Linked DNA regions of Triticum aestivum: region 1 is linked to region 2. A link is a contact called in public Hi-C data. All regions are on one chromosome and are shown on one strand. Each heading gives the region's core, a stretch centred on a gene start, on an enhancer-like site or on the middle of the called end of the contact. The rest is flanking DNA. Distances are from core to core; before and after follow the strand shown. Region 1 has its middle 9.5 kb from the start of LOC123054304. Region 2 holds the start of LOC123054276 (sm-like protein LSM5).

Evidence for each region. Hi-C and Micro-C count contacts between places; a contact is called where the count stands out from the background.
Region 1: a Hi-C map of leaf shows a contact between it and region 2, with 4 times the contacts expected there. The contact joins the enhancer-like site here to the promoter of LOC123054276 in region 2. A contact is called at or near these places in 2 of 5 Hi-C or Micro-C datasets (both in leaf).

What each region holds. Positions count from the first base shown.
Region 1 is chr1A:433,276,063-433,279,373 of IWGSC CS RefSeq v2.1, reverse strand. No RefSeq gene overlaps it. Among protein-coding and RNA genes, the nearest start is that of LOC123054304, 9.5 kb to the right of the region's middle. Within about 2 kb of position 1,948, at least 6 of the 8 cell types and tissues checked have an H3K27ac peak or open chromatin away from gene starts, as enhancers often do. A contact at or near this core is called in leaf, where this site is marked.
Region 2 is chr1A:432,466,035-432,468,947 of IWGSC CS RefSeq v2.1, reverse strand. It overlaps LOC123054276 (sm-like protein LSM5), which reads left to right and starts at 1,285. Exons shown (of 4, transcript XM_044478009.1): 1 at 1,285-1,515; 2 at 1,689-1,812. The coding sequence starts at 1,479.

The DNA of each region.
Region 1 (3,311 bases), core at 699-3,198, 810 kb before region 2:
TATTATTTTCTTGCATGTTCTTCGATTTGCTTGCAGGAAAAATCCTTCGTGGATAGGTCGATCGTGCCGTTGGCTCGGTCGATAACGCCGTGGAGTTGGTTCAGCGATTGCCGTGGATATCAATCGTGTACGGTTCTCCCTGTATGGTTGGTAGCCGGATCGTGAGGGTCAAGTCCCATCCAAAATCGTAGTTATCTCTAGTTTCGAGATAACTACGATTTTGGATGGGACTTGACCCTCACGATCCGGCTACCAACCATACAGGAAGAACCGTACACGACTGATATCCACGGCAATTGCTGAACCAACTCCACGGCGTTATCGACCGAGCCAACAGCGCGATCGACCTATCCACATTTTGGATGGGACTTGACCCTCACGATCCGGCTACCAACCGTACAGGGAGAACCGTACACGACTAATATCCACGGCAATCGCTGAACCAACTCCACGGCGTTATCGACCGAGCCAACGGCGCGATCGACCTATCCACGAAGGATTTTTCCTACAAGCAAATCGAAGAACATGCAAGAAAATAATAGCCAAGCAATCTCAAAAATTGCAAATATGCTAGATGAGATTAATCTCACAAGATGGAGTTCTGATAGAATGTCTTGACGGTCGCACTAGCCGCTACGAGCGTAGACAAATAAGTAGCAACATAGCTAAACTTCTGTAAACAAAACCCGAGTCTAAACCCTAATCTATACTAAGTATTTATTATACGCGGCCGCCGCCTAACTGTGGCGCTGCGCGTCGACGTGTCCAGCATGGACTGCTATGCGTCGAAGGAAAAGTTCACTAGGAGCCGGCCCATATGTTTGACCGGATATTAGGCCTTCTGGGACTAATTCCTTCTTTAATCAATGAGATGGGCTGGTGTGCACGTAGCTTCTATGGTCCATTAAGTCTAATCCTTCTTCTCTTCTTTTGTATTTTAAAAGACTTGTGCATGTAGCATGCAACATGGATGGCCCTCATCTCTCCAAGCACCTTTGCTCCTTTCTGATGCGTGTGTGTGCACTTGCATGGGCCATGCAATCTTCAACATCTTCATATTTATGTTGTAGATGCCTTCAAAAACTCTGCACAAGAAATAAAATGGTGTAGTATTTTTGTCCCTGATAATAAAATATAATAACATATAATGATCAATAGAAATTACCTGAAAATTGTGTCGTGTAATATTTGTAGACGTGTCTATGCCCACATCATATACTAAGCATTTAGGATTGCAGGTAAGGTATCAACAGTTGTAGCAACAATGACAGGCTATGCATCAGAATAGGATTAACGGAGAGCAATAACATGCTACACTACTCTAATGCAAGCAGCATAGAGGAGAGTAGGCGATATCTAGTGATCAAGGGGGGGGGGGGGGCTTGCCTGGTTGCTCTACCTAGAAAGAAGGGTCGTCGGTGACGTAGTCGTACTCGGTGGCATCAGGGCCGGGCTCGGGGTCTACCGAAGAAGAAGAGAGGGAAGAAACAGTAAATATGGAGCAAACAAAGCATCACACAAAATATAACAAGGCAATACGCGGTGACAGGGGTAATCTAACGCGGGGATAGGTGATACCGGCGAAGGGGGAAAACATCCAGGAAAGTATTCCCGGTGTTTTGTGTTTTCGAACAGATGAATCGGAGGGGGAAAGTTGCATGTTCGCTATGCTAGGGATGTGTGGAGGACGAACAGGCTGCGTATCCGGATTTGTCTCGTCGTTCTGAGCAACTTTCATGTATAAAGTATTTTCATCCAAGTTACAGTTCATTTTATATTATTTTTTTAAGTTTTAATAGTATTTTGGAATTCTTTTAATTCGAAAATAAAACGGAAATTAGTTTTGTCACCTAGTGCTATTCTAGCCATAGTGTATGACAGGTGGGGGTCACCCTGACTGGTCAACAGGGTCAAAGCGGGGCCCATATGCCATTGACTTGGCATTTTTAGAGTTAAATAAATAGTTGATTAACTGGAGGGGCCCACATGTTTTATCTTTTTTTAGTCGACCCACACACGTTTTATCAAAAAAAAATTTGAGAAGACACGTTCTATCAATTAAGCTAACAAGAGGGGGTTTAGGCCTAACTTAATTAGGCCTCCCTAATTAACTTGGGCCAGAGCCCATGTGGTAGCGAACGGCGGCCTCACGCTGGCTCGAACGCGCGTGCGTACAGGGCGCCGCCGGCTGAAGCCAGTCGTGCCAGCAGCCTACAGCAGTGCAGCACCAGCGGGAGTGCACGCACGCACGCGCGGGCTGGGCGCGCGGTGTGAGCGCAGCCTCGGCGCGGTGGGACGCGGTCAGGAGCAGGTGGCGCGCGGGGAAGTACGGCGGGGCGAGCGACGCACGGAGCGGCAGAGGCAGGCGCAGGCCGGGCACAGCGGGGATAGGCAGATGCCGCGCGAGGTGATGTAAGCGGGCGCGGCTGAAGTGGCAGCAAGCAGCAAGGCAGAACAGTGACAGCATCAGAAGCAACGCAAGAGCAGCAGGAGCGCGTACGCGGACATTGAGTTGCGGCCATGGCGACCGAAGCACGGGGACGACGATACGACGACAAATCAAGGGGGGTAGTAGGGGGGAATGGAGGAGGAGCTCACCGGGAAGTTTTAGGAGAGCTCAAGATGGTCGGGGAGGCCCGGTGGTGGAGATCAATGGCGGGGACGCGCGGCGACCGTGGCGGGAAGAAGAAGCGATGGCGAGGTTACGCGATTCCCTAGCTTGGGTTGGCCCCCGGGACGGACGAATGAGAGGGTGGCGGTCCTCCTGGACGTGTTCCCGTGCGTCGGGAAGCACGGTTGCTGTGGTGACGACGACGACCGTGACGAGCGGCGGACGGGCGGTGACCACTTGGACGAGAGCGAGCGAGGGAGGGGAAAGTGAGGGTTAGGGTTTCGTCAGGGGGTCGCGGGGTCTTCCTATCCAACTCCAAGGTAGTTACAGATGATCGACACGGCCACAATCGGCGGCGTGGACGGCGTGCGTGCGTGCACAGCACCATGGCCTCCTCTGCAGCACTGTACAGAGGTGGGAGGAAAAGCCTTTGTGGGCTGGGCCAAAACACTATAGCTACATAGAGCCCACCCGCACAGGAGCTTGTTGGTTTTTTTTGTTTTTTTTCTTTTACTTATTTTCTTATTCTGTTTTCTTTTAGTCTCTAATTTATTTTATATTCTAAAAAGATAAAAGTAGTTCCTAATTTAGTATAACTATATATACTACTGCCATATTAACTATGGCACCCAAATAAAATAGTTTAGCATTTTACTAAATATAAAAGGCATTTATTTAATTGTTTAAGATGTCATTTTAT
Region 2 (2,913 bases), core at 36-2,535:
TCGTGGATTTTTTTTTCATTTTTTGAAGAAAAATCACGTATTGAAAAATGTTCACAAAAATAGAAGATGGTTATGAATTTCAATAAAACTTGATCGATTCAAAAAATGTTAAATGATTCACGTTTAATCATTTCAAAAAAATGTTCATGAGTTTTAAAAACTGTTCATCAATGCAAAAATGTTCACTAATTCAAAAACTGTTCATCATTTCCAAAATGTTCGCCGATTCAAAAAATGTTCATATATTCAAAAATTGTTTGCTGATTGAAAAACTGCTCACCAATTCAAAAAATACTCGCTGATTCAAAAAAAAATCACATGTTTCAAAAAAAGTTCACAATTTCCAAAAAGCAGTGTTCAAAAAATAAAAAATGTTAGTGATTTCAAAAATGTTTGCACATTTGAAATATGTTCACGGTTTCATAAAATGTGTTCACAATTATAAAAATGATCACGACCTAAAAAAAGTTTATAAATTTGGAAAAAATGTTTGCAAAAATGGAAAATGGAAAATGAAAATAAATAAAAGACAAACTTAGAAAAAAGAAAAGGAGAAACAAAAATGAAAAAAATTAAAACATAAAAGAAAAAGCAAAAATCCAGAAATATAAAAGAAACAAGAATCATAAGAAAAGACAAAGAAAAAAGGGAAACTCTTTCCTTCACCCGACGGATCGCACGCAAGCCATCCGCTGCCTCCTCTATGTGACACGTGTACATGTATCCTTCGCACCTGTCTTTTCGCAACATCATGTGTGTTGCAAAACTGTCTTCCGCAACAACACCTATGTTGTGAAAAAATGAAGACAAAAAAGCGAAAAAATGAAGACGAAAAAATAACAAATATTTCTGCAACATTGTCTATGTTGCGATTTGGTTTCCGCCGCAACAATACCCATGTTGCAAAAACAGTGATGAAAAAAAATCTGCAACATCAACTATGTCGGAAAAAAATTCTGCAACATAACCTTTGTTGCAAAGTATTTCTGCAACAATGCCCTTGTTGCAATAATGAGAACAGTGTTAGATGCTGGATACCTGTACAAATAACAGTTGCCGAGGCGGCGAATCTTTTAGAAAAATCCGCCGGCCGACGCGTAGCGTGGCCAAAGAAAAAAACAGAAAAAAATCCGGTTCAGTGAAGGTCCTAGACAGCGGCCTACAGGCCAAATAGGAACGGCCCTGCCGCATGGCCTACCTTAGAATATGTTTTTTTTTAAGGGAAGCCTACCTTAGAATGGTGAACGCTGACCCGAAAACTCTCTATTGGGCCTAGATATGGGCCGAAACCGGCGTCGAGACTCGAGAGCAGTTCGCCCGTTAGCACGGAACTATCCACCGCTGCGCAGAAGCAAAAGCCCCAATCCCCTCCGCCTCCGCCGCCGTTCTTCTCCGTCCGCCTGCGCTCCAGCCGTGCCCTTCTCGTCGTCACCCACCGGCCTCGAGCTCCCCAGCCACCGGCAACCGGAGGCGGCGCCATGTCTCAGAACAACCCCTCCCAGCTCCTCCCCTCAGGTGCGCAGGACAACATCGCTTTTTCTCGCAAAGCTTCTTTCGATTCCCCTAGCTGGCTAGCTCCGTCGCCTAATCTGCTGGGTTCGAGCTCCTGACTCACGGCTTTTGCCTCTTTTCTGTGCGCGTGTCTCCACGCGCGCGCGCGTGCTTGTGCGAACTGGTGCGACGGGCAGAGCTGATCGACCGGTGCATCGGATCTAAGATTTGGGTGATCATGAAGGGAGACAAGGAGCTCGTCGGCACCCTCTGCGGGTTCGACGTCTACGTCAACATGGTCCTCGAGGACGTCACTGAATAGTAAGTGCAGCCCACCCAAACCCTAAACCCTAGTTTCTTTAGATCGATGCGCATCAGGTTTTACCTGGAATCTTGGGTGAAGTCTGTCTTATTTTGAGTGAGTTATCAGCATATTTTAATTATGCTGATGAGCTCACCTAGTTATGACTTGAATTTTGTACTTACACATATGTTGTAACAGCGTCACATATCTGACCGTAGCGAAAATATGTTAACAATTCGCACCAGATTAGCATGACCGCAGGAGTTCACGCCAATTAACGAACTGAGCATCTTCTATCAGTCTATCTGATGGGTCCTGGGCTCGTTGGACTTTGTGTGTTTCGTCTTGTCTTATACGGAGTAGATTAGAAACTCTCACTATCAGTGATACTTGATGCGTACAACACAAGGTTGCTGTAGTAGATATAAAACGAGCATTCGTGCAGCTGGTGCATATGTATCTCACATTGACACTTGCTTGACTTCCAAAGATCACAACACAGCTATCTGTTTTCTGATTTAACATTGTGTATCATGATTGCTGATAGAATGAAAATGGATATAGACAAGTGTACTAGAAGGCTGGGAGGGAGTTGTCTACTTAGAATGGAAACTGATATTCCTTTTCAGAGATGCTGGAAGTACTTTTCCACGGATGTTGTGCTAATTCTACCGTTCATGTCATACTAGTCCACGGATGATGCAGTGAATTTTTAACTTCCATTGATTTCACATTAGTTCATCAAAGATGCTGAGATGGTGGTGCATAATGTCATGTATTGCAAATTCGTGTTGCAGCTGCAGAAGTAAATAAAATAGCATGACTGTTAGTATTTTATGAAGCTCAGAAGGAAATCGTATATAGACCCAGTTTCGTGTGCGCCTGATGGCCAGGCAAACATTGAATGCTTGACGCATAATTGAGTATGTTTAGCGAAATGCTGGATATTGATGGATCTTTCCTTTGCTTAGGCGACGCCGAGTAGTTGCAAAAAAATTCTAGGTAGTCAATCTGGAAGCTCATTACTTCAAAATGATGTTTACGAGTAGTCCTTTGTTGGCTTCATACATACTTTTTGTCTGATCTTTTTTTGAGGACTTGCTTCTGAAATTCTAGTC